2 separate regions of the Mus musculus genome follow, and region 2 is linked to region 1. A link is a contact called in public HiCAR-type data. All regions are on one chromosome and are shown on one strand. The core of a region is the stretch at or near the end of the contact, and the rest is flanking DNA. Distances in the headings are between cores, read along the strand shown.

Region 1 (6,951 bases), core at 921-3,420:
AGGAGGAAATCTGTGAGGAGGTAGGGGAAGAGTAAGGGGTAAGTATGATCACCATGCATTGTATTAAATTCTCAAAATAGTCACACAAATGTATTTTTTTAAAAACAAAATGCACTTAGGAAGATGGAAGAGGAAAAAAAAAACCAAAAGAATTGAAAACAACAACAAAAAAAGATTTTGTCTTTCATCTTCTCACTGTAAGTTGTTGTGCAATAATCCACCCCACCCCCACCCCCATTTCCAAGCAGCTAAAGCCAGCAAGATCTACCCTAGTAACTTGAGTTTTCACAGAGTGTGACAATTCAGAAATGCAAATATTATGTGAGCAGGATGTTTTCAGGCCACTATCCTACTACCCCCTTGCAGATGTAGCAGTCCTTTATCTTGCACATGCTACTGACTGGCTGCCCAGCTTTTTACCATCTCAAACTTCTAACATCTGGCAACATGTCCCTGCCTACAGTTCTCACACGCTCCGCTCATCCGTGCTTTTGTACTTTTATTCATATACTGGGTTCTCTGAGTTTGAAATCCCTCTTCCCTTCTTACCTCTCTATTTTCTCTCAAATAGTTCATATTCAATAATATTCAATATTAACCTGTGAGCTCAGATGTCAACTTTTTTTTCAAACATTTTGTAAAAGTAACTTTTATTTATCAGATGTAAATGTCATCTCAGAGGCTTACTGCTGAATAAACTCACCTTATCTAGCTCTTTCTGAACTCTGGTTGGATGGTTCAACTCAGCTGTTCTGGTCCAAACTCTTTTTTTTAATCTGACTCAAATTGGCTTCTCTTGGCTTCTGACTGAATTGCTCTTCTTGGCTCCAAACTAACTCTAGCAATCTATGCTAATCTTCTGGCTCATTCTTATTCTCTGGCTTTCTCTGTCTTCACCTGTGTCTCGCTTGTTCTCTCTGTAAACTGTCTTTATAAAACTGCCTCCGTCTATCTATCTATCTATCTATCTATCTATCTCTTAAGTAGTCTTTCTTTCTTGTCTGCTCTCATGAGAGTTGGGCATATCCTTTCTCTGACACAGTCTGTCAAATCTTTCTCTGATTTGTCACTTTGCATCTCATTGAAATGTCATTTTCAAACATGGCTGATTCCTTCTACAAACTAACTTTACCCTCATTGTTTGAGATTAAAGGTGTGAACTAAGGGTGTGTCTGTATTCTAACCAGATCATACTGTAATCAAGGCATGTCAGGATTCCTGCCTGATCACATAGACCCAGACGGTCTTTGGATGTGATCCCTAGACAGAGCAGACAAACTGCTGGACTATAATTCCTTCACAGTAAGATGTACATATTATTATCATAATATCATCTTGTGGTAGCATTTTCTTTTAAAGTCTCAGCTTTACCCATTAAAGTTTTAATCCTTAGGAAAAAAATTGTATCTTATTTATTTTGCTATCTCCAACACTTAACCAAGTTCCAGGCAAAAATTAAACTCTTAAAAATGTTGAATTAAATTATGTAGATAATGTTCTCACTGGCATCAGTTATTAGATTATAAAATATGCCTTTGTTGAACAACTTGGATTAGATAATATTTATTTCTGCAAATCTGGATCTCCTACTTTATTTTGATAATTTTTATAATCAATAAGAACCCGCTAGAAAATTAAAAGATGTTAGTGTTGGAGAAAATAGCAAGATAAGAAAAAAATACAAGGGAATAAGGCTTTAGAAAAGGTGACTCACTGGCAGACATTTGCAATATGAGGAAGGAAATTGGGAGGCTGAGTTCTGAGGTGTGATTCAGCCACAGATTAGAGTGTTGCATCTTACTTCCAGTTCCTTTGCTTCTATTTAAACTATGCAAATCTGCTTTCCTGGTATAATCAATTTCCAGCAACATATCCGGCCCTGATATGGGTAATTCCTGTCATAGCCACACCGTCCTGTAACAGTGCGGAAGAACGTGTCGGACATGGAGAAAGCTTAATGCCTAATCAATCCGCAAAGGCTTGGGAGAAAGGAAGCATACATGCACTTGTGATTTCCTTAGCACTCGATCGATCGGCAATAGCATATGATACATGCTGATTAATTCTTACCAGCTGCAGGAAATCACTAAGACCTGTGGTCACTCATTACGTCATATCTTGTGAAAATAGACATGAGTCTTCAAATCTTCTAAGTTGTCTTCCAAGTAGCCAAGTGTTCAGTAAGATCTTCCACGAGGCCTTACTCATATTCCTGGGAGACCGTGACTCTCTCGCCTGCTACAGATAATCACTATCTTCCTAGACCACTGACAAGGTGCTGTTACGTATCTAGGAAAGGACTTGTTAAAGTGACATTTTTTTTTTTTACTTTCTACCTGTGAGAGTGAGCACAGAAGTGTGTGCTGCTATGTGGCTTGTGTGTTACTCAGCCAGTGAGTAAGCAGGCCTGATATTTAGCCTCTGCAACTTAGTCCTTGTGAACTTAGGGATTCTGGAAAGTCTCAAGACGTTTCCTTTGCAAATGTCAAGGGAACCATATGTAGAATCCAGGTTTCAAGGAAAGTGTCATGAGTCAAACACAACCAGATGTATCATAACCAAGTGCAGCTGACAGGGTCCGGAATGAGGTGTTCACAAATATTCTGTAGACACAGTCACTTTAAGCACATCACAAATACCATTTCTATGAAGTCTCCTCAAACTTTCCTCAAACAGTATTTGGCATCTCTTTCTCTGTGCTTCCACACACTGTGCCTCATAGCATAGATCCCCTATTGGTCTCCGGTCATGCAGAGCTGTAATAATACATCCCATGGGCTAGGAAGTTCCCAAACAACAGAAATCTATTTCTCATAGCTCTGGAATCCAAATATCTGAGATCAGGATGACAACATGGTTGGGTTCTCAGAGTGGTTGCAGAATAAAGACTTTTCATTTATCCTCGTATAGAAGACAGATAACTAGAGTCTTCTCTGGGCTTCCTTTTATAAAGACACTAATCTCATTAGTGAGTGCTTAACCCTCATGACCTAATTACCTCCCAAAGGCTCCATCTCCTAATCAGATCACACTGAAGATTATGATTTCAACACACAAATGGGGGTGGGGTGCAATTAATCTTTATGTGTCCTCAGCTGACATTATTCACTTGAGAAGTATATTTGTGTCCTCAGTGCAGAGCTATGGTTCTGACATAGTAATTTCTTAATAATTGTCCCACTATTAGAATGGGGAAAGGAGATTAGTAATCCCATTGGTTTTTTTTTCCAAATCATTCACCAGTAAAATTAGGCAACACTTACTGATTGCCCTAAAGAGAAGGTGAGTTGATTATCTATCCAGATTATAGCTGCAGAATGCGTTCTTGGTTCCTCTGCTCTCATAAGTGGGACCACATTCATAGCCTTCTCAAATGTGCTCTAAACTGGCATATTCTAACTTTAATTTCTCTTGTAAAATCTATGCTTGAATCATTATGTTTTTATGCCTTGCTGGTATCAGTAGATATATAAACCTAGCAACTAGCCAAGAAATGTGTGACCCTGACTGCCAGGAAAAGATCTACTTTGAGCATATTCTCAAGAATGAAAGAAAGAGCAAGTATAACTTTATCCCATGGGTCATAGCATCCTTGGGCAGTATACAGGAACTCCCAAGTCCTATGTACAAGTCTCCAGAAAAGAGTCCACGGAACCTAACTGCGACATTAGATCCCAACCCCTTCCTTGTCCCATCAGGGGTTAAGTCTAAGAGTCATATGACAGATGGAGACTTAGAAATGAGCCTGGCTTATCATGCGAGTGCTGTGGTTAAGGAGGTAAACATGTTAGGATCCAACTGTATAACTGCAGTGACATACAGATCAGTGGCGTGGTTTGTACCTCAGCACTCAGTTATAGGAAGACCTTTCCTCTCATAACCAGGGAACTTCAGGTCGCAATTTATATGATTTGTTGGGTGGAGTGACCCACTTCACCACTTCAGAATTCTCTTCGTGAATTGATCAGGTACTGAGGGAAATCCTGCTGCTAATTAGTGCTTTTAAAGTCAAACCCTCATCTCACCACCCCCTCCCTGCTGCTGGGGATTGAAACTCAGACCTGATGTGTCAAACGATGCCACTGAGCTACATGCCCCACTGACTCAAACCCTGATCTGTAAGTGGACTTAATCAATCCTTATGTTGAACAAATGCATTAGTATCTATTAGTAGGTCAATTCAATCAGATTGAATTACTTCTTATAGACAACAGTATTAACATTCTTCCTTCTGAAACCAAGAAATGACTTAGCACAGGAAGGCAAGCACCCCTGACAGCCAATGCATCCGAAATGCATAGGCTACTGTGTTTGTTGAGTGGACAAAGGGGTGAATCTTTAATTACAGTGATCAGACTTCTAGCCTGTTTGACATCAAGTGAGGTTCACATGTGTTTATTTTCTAAAACCACCATCCTAACATAGCTGTAATCAGGGTTATCATTTTAAAGGATCATGATTTCTTTATCACAACACTGTATTTAGGCCCTATCAATCACCCAGGGCCTCAATATTTACTGCCATATTTAAAGTCCTTTTAAAATAAATGACCATTATTTTATTGATCCAAGAGGTATGTGAGCAAGAATGCACTGTTACACACACACACACACACACACACACACACACAGGTCAGAAAGGGGAGGAATTGATGAAAATTTCTTACCAATCTTGTAATTTTAGTTTGTTCTTCCCAACTATGTCCTTATGTCCCAATAAGAACAAAAGCAAGAAAAGGAAGAACAGGAGGGGGAAGAGGAAAGGGAAGCAGATGAGATAAAGGGCATAGGTAGAAAGGAAACCATTCCCTTCACCCTGACTCGCAGTGTTGCCCATCCTTGTTAGAAACAGTGTTGGCTTGGCACAGCCTGGAGAAGGTCCCATCAATCTGTCTACTGGGTCTTCAGGATTTAGGTTTCCTTTGTTGGCATTTGCTGTCTTGTAATATTTCCACTTCATCTCTATATGCTACTGACCTTAAGGATTGCCTCAGAAAACTTGAAGAAGCACAGTAGACAGGAACCTGGGATCTCAAAGTTCCAGTCTCATCCTGTCACTAGGCAATGAGGTGATGTGGGAAAGCTCTCTAACTTCAGAATTCCAGCCTCTCTTCAGATGGAAACACTTCTAAGCTTTACACTACAATTGTATTTTGGTCTAAACACTCCTCTACTATATACTCTTCCTTAAATGAACATCCTTCTCAAACCCAACAGGAGTATATCTGGCATGTGCCTTTTGCTTTTAACTAGTTGGGATGGGGCAGAAGTGAAGGCTTTGCTATTGCTTTTGCTGTCATTTCTGCACACGGGTTTGGCTTATTGAATTATAAATATGTTGCATATCCAGGCCCATTTCTTATAATGCCTTCAAAAATGTAAGAATGAATGTGTAAAGTAATTAGGCGAGTGAATAGTACACAATAAGTGGCAAGTCCATTTATTATTTCAATGTTTAAAATATTGGCAGATCTAATAAATAATTTACAAATGGAAACCACATGACAGAGATTTTTTTCCCCATCTTTACTTTATTCTTTATTCCATTCAGAAGTTAGGAGAATGGATGACGGTAAAGATTGTAGTAATTCTGAAGATTCAAATGTGGTTTGAATTTGCAAAGATTTCTTTTGGGAAGACTAATACATTAACAAAAGTTTTCCCACTGATCTTTCTAAATTGTTCAAATAATAAGTAATATTCCCTTTGAACATCTAACCAAACATTTTATTAATTCTCTGCTTACTGTTCAGGAAGAAACTTGTCCTTAAATTATCTTAAGAGCATTTGGCAATAGAGGGAGAGAGAAAAAAATCTCTTTGCTTTACTTCTATTTCAAAGCCAGTCTTGTCCTTGGAAAGGATATCATCCAAAAACAGAGCTAGAGTCTTTTGAGCATCACACCGATGTCTGTTTCCTTGTCTTTCCAATACCAATCTTGAGCCACGGGAGTCAATGCTCAATGAAAAACTGATTAATTCTAGAGCTATAGGGAGAACTATGATAGGTGAGCCTACAGCATCCAATAGTTCCAAAACAGAATGTTAAAAAAAAAATGTTGGGTCATTTCAGAGAACACAGGAGCAGAGTAAGATGTGAAGTCCATGCCTTCGATTCCATTGTGAGTCACAGACCAGCTTTGACTACACAGTAAGACCCTGTTTTTAAAATGTAAAAGATGAAACACACAACCCAGTTTAGAAGTTTCCAGTGTCCAAAGCTTGTAAGGTATCTAGCTACTGTCTTCCAAGATCCTGCTAAGATGGCCCATTCAGCCATTTTTTTTTTAAGATTTGTTTATATGAATACATTGTAGCTGTCTTCAGACACACCAGAAGAGGGCATCAGGTCATACAATAGATGGTTGTGAGCCACTATGTGGTTGCCGGGAATTGAACTCAGCACCTTTGGAAGAGCAGTCAGTGCTCTTAACCACTGAGCCATCTCTCCAGGCCCCATTCAGCCATTCTTACAGCATTCAACTGCTTCCCTAGCCCAAAGCCTCAGAGTCTTGCTCATTTCTCCAAATACATCATGGTCACTTTGTTCACAGCAATAGCTTGCTTCCCTACTGTTCCGGTGGCATGCTTCCTGCCTGCTGTGCTGCCATGCTTCCTGCTGCAATGCCCGTGTATTCATCCTCAGGCACTGTAAACTCTAATAAGCACCTTCTCTAAGTCACTCTGGTCTCGGGGTGTAGTGTCACGCCAATACAGTATTTAATAAAGATATTAACTTTAGAGCAGAGAAGAAGCCTACAAGCATAGCTACGGGGAGAGGATGAGGAGACCAATGAATGTGCATTGTTGAGATCATTGATGTATACACATCAAAGACCACAGTGCTTCAGACCCATAGGAAGGGCAAAGCCTTCCTTCCTCAGGTCTAGGTAGAGAATTGATTGACATTTAGCTAAAATAAGTATATGCAGAAACTATCAACCACAGCTTCC
Region 2 (7,618 bases), core at 294-2,793, 300 kb after region 1:
ATGCCCTAACAAGATATTCCCTAACAGAGTGCCTGAAATATGGTCATCAGCACAGTGACAAGAAGATGAAGAAGATAAAGGAGATGGAAGAACATAGGAGAAAAATGCTAACAATTGAGTTGACATTTACTGTTTTTCTAATTCCTACCAAATATTCTCTTCCTTCAATGTGTTACTCATATGAATGCATGCATCCTTTCAACACTCCTCCCTTTGAGGTGTGTCTTATTTAAATTTTATATTTATAAGTGATAAAATTGACAGTGCAGGTAAATAATGAGCTCAAGGCTACACGACAGGTAAGTGATAAAGGTTGTGTTATGTTAGCTTGTGGGGGGAATCTAAAGACATAGCTGTTGATAGAAACATGAGACCCATGTAAACAATTATACTGTCACAGAAAAAAATGTGACATTAAATCCTTGAATCTCTGAAAGATCATATTATCCTCATTTCCTAATGTGGAAATTGAAGCTTAGAGCATTCAATGAGTATATTTAAGCTATCACAATTATTAAAGATTGTACAGCTGAGCTTCATATTCAACTTTAATCTAAAGTGTCTTTGTGGTGGTTTGAATATGCTTGAACCAGGGAGCAGTATTTTTAGGAGGAATAGCCTTGTTAGAGTAGGTGTGGCTTTGTTGGAGGAAGTTTGTCATTGTGGGAGTGGGCTTTGAGACCCTCCTCCTAGCTGCCTAGAAGACAGTCTTCTATCTTCTGAACAAGATGTAGAACTCTCAGTTCTCCCTGCCCCATACCTGCCTGGATGCTGCCATGTTCCCACCTTGATGATAATGGACTGAATCTATGAACCTGTAAGCCAGCCCCAATGAAATGTTGTTCTTTATAAGAGTTGCCTGTCATGGTGTCTGTTCACAGCAGTAAAAATCTAATGAAGACAGAGTCCTTGAGGAGTTTTGTTTATGGTCAACAGCGTTCTATGCATTCTTTGAGACTGTAAAAACTTGAGGTAATTCATCTGGTTTTGGACCCCTCATCCCTTCTTCTAAGTTTTTCATATGGCTTGTCTTGACTTTGTGTCACTAACATACAGGAATATTAGAACATTTAAATGAATCATTGCTACTTCTTTTTTCTTCGCCATTTGCAGTATCTTTATCAAAATGACAGCTCTCAAGTATGCTGCTGCTTCCCACTTTGTAATATGACCATCAAAGTCCCACTAGAGTATTTTGAAATTGTTATTCTTTTGCCCAATACGTGGAAGCCTTAAATAATTTCTGACTAAGGGAGAGATTACAATGCTGCTGGAAACTACCATGCATTCCAAAAGAATCTCTTACTTCCATGTCCCCATCACGTCTTTTGATTCTGAGGACATAAATCTACACAACAAAGAGAGCCACCTGGAGAAGAAATCAGTGGAGTGGCTGTAGCTGTTTATTCTGCCAGTCTTGCAAGCTGCTGTTTGTCTCCCTGACTCTGTTTTTTTTTTTTTTTTTGAGAGATCTATGTGGTCAAAGGATCAAGAATGCATCTGCACTGCTGTCTTATTTCAGCCACCCTATGATTCATTTTTCCCCGAGTTTTGGGTGTTGCTTTGTGCTGATTTCAAATGAGTTCATTAGGTTATGTAGTGCATTCTAACACTGCAGTATTTTTTGAACACAAAAAGCTGTTGTCTGCAGCAGATACTTTATTCCCAATATAATATGTAAATGGTATTTATTTTTGGCTTCCATTAAGAATGCTATTATAAATTACAGCTTGCATTTCTGATTCTTTTCCCCAAATAAATCAGTGTACTGTTTCCAAAGCTTACATCATATGACCCTGACATTTGAATCACTGCAAAAATGTGTCTTGGAAATATTTCCATGTCTGTTCGGTCAAAGTTTCATAACTCCTATATGAGCAATCACTCACTTCTTTATATCTCTTCCTGTTTGTATCTCTACATTTTTTAAGGCTTTGTGTTCCATTCTGTCATATCAAATGTGGGAAATGAGTGAACCTTCGTCAACATGCTGAAGTTTAGAGTATTGTCATTCCTGACTATGTGAGGATACTTTTCTTCCTACTCAGGGTCTCTTGGGAAGTGAATAGGTACCAGATAGCAGTCGAAGTGAAGCTTCCCCTCTTCATCTATTTTATTATTATACTTTGCTCCTCTCTAATTTATATGCATTGATTTTTCTTTGTTTTAGATTTCCTACTAATTTCAGATTCATACATCCCGATTTCGCATATTTTGCTCCTCTTTTCTTTTTGCCCTATTTTTCTTTTTAAACTATTTTTATTGATTCTCTGAGACTATTGTCCAGTAGGCTTTGACCATGTTCACCACAAATCCTTTCTTTTAACTTCTCTGAGATCTACACTCAATGCCCCTTCTTCACTCAAATTCAAGTTCCCTTTTTTCTTTTTTTCTAATTTAATAATTCCCTATCACCAATTTGTGTTGTTCATGAATTTATGGATATGGGGCCAACCACTGGAAAATGGTCAACCTATCAGGAGCCATATCCTTAAAGAAAATTGACTTTCCCTCCTCCAAAAGCTGTCATCCTTAGCTTCTAATTTAGGAGTGATTCACAAACCTTTTCCAAATCCATACTAGAATGTTGACTGGCTTGATCCTTAGTGAATCTCTTGCAGGCATCCACAGGTGCTGTGAGGTCATGAGAGCAAGTTTGGTTATATGCAGAAGATACTGTTTTACCTCAGTCCTTCCAGACCTCTGTGTCTTAAAATCTGCTTGTACCCTCTCTGTCATTTTTCCTGAGCCTTGGGAAGGGGATCTGATATTACAAAGGCCAGAGGAGGATATCGTAGGGTGTCCCCGTCTAGCATTTTCAGTCCATCCTCATTCCCTTGAAATGAGGTCTCTCAATGGACCTGGTGCTAAGGTGGTGGCCAGCAGGTCCCATTGTCCTACCTGACTTGGCCTAGAGTTGCAGGTGTATGTAGCTACTCTTAGATTTTATGCAAGTGTTGGGATTAGAACTCAGCTCTTCATGATTGCACGTTATTTCAGAAGCATTTTCTTAACTGGGGTACTCTCCTCTCAGATCACTTTAACTTGTGTCAAGTTGACATATAACTATTCAGTACACTGGGTGTAGTAGTTTTGTGTGGCATCTAGGGTCTCTTAAGAGTCCATAGAATATCTGTCTGTTCCCTTTGTGCTTTTAGAGTACCATCAAGAAGCAAGTCCTATTATAAAAGATCTGTCTGTGTTACTTTGTCTTTTCCCTTGCAGGTTCTAACAGTATCCCTTTGTTCTATCCATTTAGTGTTTTAGTTATTATATGCTGAGGGTCATTTCTTTTCTGGCCCAGTCTTTCTGTTCTTCATGCTTCTTGTCCTTGTGCATTCATCCATTGGTAGGCTTTCCACACTAAACCTCAGCAGAAATATTCAGAGTTCAACGAGAGCATCTTCTCCTCTAGTTTTCTTCCTATGATCTTTTGAAAACATTTTATGTACCTTTGACTTCTCATTTCTATATTTCTATTATTCTTAGAATTGATCTTTTCATAGTATCCCAGGGTTCTTGGTACAAAGTGTTCTTAGGTATTGGAAGCTGATGCTGAGGAATGAGATGGGCTTGGAGAGGAAGACTGGGGGTCCACAGAAAAGAAGAAAGCAAGGGATCTTTTTAGTCACTGTGATACAGTGGCAGAGAGTGAGGAAAGGATAGTCTGGTAGTCTGCTACTGAGCTAGGGATGAAACCGTAGGCCTGGATTTGGAGAAAAGGAGCGGGACGAGAAGATCTGCAGTTAGCTTGCCTGATTTCCCGGCCACAGCAAGATTGCAACATTTTAATAAGGGAACAACTCACCAACAAGACATAAAAATTATAAATATTACGTACTAAGTTATGTTCCTAATTCATTTCTTAAAAATAAACACCAAAAGGGATAAAAGTAGAAAATGTTAATATCTCACTTACATCCTTTGACAGGCCTTCCAAGCTAAAACTCAGCAAAAATATTCAGAGTTTGATTACAACATAGATCAACAGGATTTAACACACACACACACACACACACACACACACGCACACACACACACAATGTGAATATGTATAGAATATGAATTCTTTTCAGAGTTCCACGTCTTTAAAATAGATATATTGTACCAATGAACTCCAAAGCACACTGGAATGAAAATCATAGTTAATCAACAGATAATTTTTCCCCTATGGGAGATAAGAACTTCATTTAAAGCCATTATTTTAAGCAAGCAGAAGATTTTTACCATATATCCTATACCTATGGGCAAGTGCTGGTTCAGGTTGTATATAAGTATCCTTTAAAATGAAAACAAAAAAGAGCAGAAATATCTGCCAAAATCTACCTAAGAAAATTATTTTTGTAGGTGTTAACATGGATATAGACTTAGCTTTATATTGTGTATGATAACAATTAAATGTTATTGAGCATTAAGAAATAAAACCCTTTATGATTTTTCCCCAAAACTATAATACAGCATGATATTGAACTTAATACTCTAATTGTAAACTAACAAGAAGTGCTTTTCATGATTACTTCAATGTTTGAAAGGTTATGACTCATGAGCAAGTTATATTCACGGTTGGGTTGCGTTTATACAAGACAGGGTGTGAATTTTAAAAATGGATCAACAAGATGGGGCAGATTTAGGTGTGGACATATTTACGTAATATGTTTAAATATGGACATAGAGAAGCACAAAAACAAATATCTCCTGTGGCATATTCAATCTGTACAGGAGTTTTGTGCACCATTGTATTAATAAACATTCATGGAGAGTGAACAGAAGTTGGCATCAGGTAGGATCTTGGCAAATAACCCTTGATTAGTTTAAGTCAAAAACTATTGACACTTGAAATCCTTAAGAGAATGTAAAATAATACCACTGCAAATTCTGCACTTACGGCAGAAAAAGGGAAGAGCATTCCAAAGGGCATGGCCCTCAGCAGCTGCCAACGACATTGTTCCAGTAATAATAATGTGACTCGGTTGAAAAGCAGCCCATAGCCATACAGCCCCAAAGTTACAATAAAATATTATAATTCTGTGTACACCCCACGACACACCTCACTCACATGTGACTAATTATTATTAAACTGTCTTTTTTTTCCCATGTTGATTTGCTTGTTTGCAAATACAGCCCTGTTACTGCTTTGTGTTTTACACATACTTAAATCCTGTGACACTGATTTTGGGAGTAGATGCTGTCTAACGCAGCTCTTATATATATTAGACACTTTAGACATATAAAGTCTTATGATACTTCTTCCCAGAATATTTAGCAGAGTGAAACACCGGAGTCTTCCCTGTGGTTGCAAAAGCCAACACGTATCTCTTCAGAGACTCTGCCCATGGGCAAGGCCAGGCTGCTCAGAGGTAATCTCCGAGCAAGTTGAGAACTGTGCAGTAAATACATAGAACACTATGAATTACCATTTATATTACAGCTAATTTGGTCTTATTAAGAGATTAACTGCAAGACAAAGGATAACTCCTAGAGGCATAAGAACTCTCTTTTAAAATCTATTTCTAAGGAGGATGGGGGGGGGGTAGTATCATCCAACTAACAAGATATTTAGGCTGGGTGGGGGTGGTGTTTAGCATAGAGAAAGGATATAAGGTAAAGGAGCCCAGATGTGCTACAAAGATGTACACTATAGTAAACACTTCTTTCTCTGAGTCTCTGTTTCTCTGTACTGACACACACTGGGACACCCATTTTTCCTTTGTATATTTCACACACACACACACACACACACACACACACACACACACACACACTTTCATTTGACATTTATAATTTAATATGGTTTTTGCAAGGCTGCGGCTGTTGTTGGCGAGGGAGCCCACAGCTTCACAGGCATTGAGCAAGCACTCTTAGTACTGAGCTACATCCCTCAGTTAGTGATAACAGTTAGTGATAACCGTGTACGCACTGACTAAATCAGATAGATTCACGTGCCACATTCTGCGTTTACTTTTTATGTGGGGTCTTTCTGTCACTAATAGTTAGGAAGCTCAATTAAATTGTGACTGCTCCAAACCTTGTATTCAGATTTCTAGAATTTTAAATTTACAGGTAAGTATTTGACAGTCTCCTTTTGGACCTTTTATAAAAAATGTGTTCCCTATAATAAATAATTAGAAAAGTGTTGCGAAGCAAATGTACTTGGTCTGAGTTCCTAGTCGTATTGGTGGTCTTCCCAGACAGGGATTTCCCATCTGCCTTCCTTCAGCTTATAGCTCCTTCTTTGTTGGTGGTTTCTGAGATAGGGCTCAGGCGTGTTTCCCTAGTTGCCTGTCATCTCATTCTGGATTCTCTACCCTCCGTGTACCAAGAGCCGGGATTGCAGCTGAGCGCCACGACTCTCAGGTCTGAAGACGTATTTTGACATTCTTGCAGGTAGCTAGTGCGCATGTCCATGGCTTGGAGGAAAGCTCACAAGATTCTTTCAAGGATGGATTCTGTGGTAAAGTTTCTCATCATCCTGAGAGACTCCCTACAGGATATATTTCCCTTGCAACTGTACAGAGTAATCCAAACACTCCTTTACGGTTTGTTGGAGAGGCAATGGCTATATTAATGAAATACACTTCTATTAAATTCTTATATCCCCTCTAGTGTCTTTACAGCCATCAAAACTGGACGTATTCAAACTTAGGTATGTTTGAAACTTGGGAAGAACTCTTAGAGAGGTTTCTCCTGTTCCTGCCCTATGTCTTTGAGACATTCTGGACAATTTTTTTTTTTTTTTAGCATCAAACAGATTTTGTTATTCACGTTCTCAGCGGAAAACAGGGGTTGTATGCAGGGTGGAACTATATGGGAAGACTGCGTTGGTCCACTACTACTTTTTACACACTGGGGGCAGCAGTGTCCTCACATCAGGCACAGCACGGTCACGTGTCCGTGGCACCTTTGCAGACACTACCCTAGGCACACTTGAAGCAGCCCTGGGGCAGCTGGAGCTGCAGAGTAAGGGCACTCAGGCTGCTGGAAGTCTTGGTGGTGATGCTTAGCGGACGGCCTGCCCTCTTTATCGTCTCTAGACAAGATTTTTTTACCCCGTATGTCCATATACAATTTTTTTTCCGCTATACTTTCTTGCGAATCACGCGGATCTTTCCATCATTCTGAGCACTACTGGCCTTGCTGAGCCACCTTCTCTAATGTGGGTGTTGGGAAAACCATTTGTCTGCTTTTTTCCTACCTACTACTAATGTGCCACCGTTCTTCATTTAAGAGCACTGGCACATTATAAACTTGTCCAATGATTCCTGGTTGATTTGTACAAGTACAGAATCTTGAGCTGGTGAGATGTCTCAGTGGATAAATACTCTTGTTGCCAAGCCTGATGACCCGAGTTCTATCCCCAGTACCTGTCTTACAGAAGGGGCCAACTCTTAATTATTCTCCACACCCACCTATGCATTGTGGCATGCAAATGCAATTTCTAACAAATAAATAACTATAAATTAAAACAAATAATCAATGTGTCTTATAAGGACCTGTATAAGCCTGGACCTGTCTACCTTGATAATCTCATATTGTATAACACATTTAAGCTATATCTTAAGTTCTTCTTCATATATTTGCTCTCATCTACCTCAGGACCCTCACAAATGTTTTCCCTCCT

Evidence for each region. HiCAR-type assays count read pairs that join an accessible place to other places.
Region 2: a contact with region 1 is called in a HiCAR-type map of fibro-adipogenic progenitors, with 2.1 times the contacts expected there. The contact joins two enhancer-like sites. A contact is called at or near these places in 3 of 484 Hi-C or Micro-C datasets (adipose-derived mesenchymal stem cells, cerebellar granule neurons and macrophages) and 1 of 115 datasets of contacts at active chromatin or transcription factors (fibro-adipogenic progenitors).

Annotation. Positions count from the first base shown.
Region 1 is chr14:105,750,156-105,757,106 of GRCm38.p6, forward strand. No RefSeq gene overlaps it. Among named protein-coding and RNA genes, the nearest start is that of Gm35967, 25 kb to the left of the region's middle. Within about 2 kb of position 2,171, at least 10 of the 459 cell types and tissues checked have an H3K27ac peak or open chromatin away from gene starts, as enhancers often do. A contact at or near this core is called in fibro-adipogenic progenitors, where this site is marked.
Region 2 is chr14:106,051,533-106,059,150 of GRCm38.p6, forward strand. No RefSeq gene overlaps it. Among named protein-coding and RNA genes, the nearest start is that of Trim52, 51 kb to the right of the region's middle. Within about 2 kb of position 1,544, at least 31 of the 459 cell types and tissues checked have an H3K27ac peak or open chromatin away from gene starts, as enhancers often do. A contact at or near this core is called in fibro-adipogenic progenitors, where this site is marked.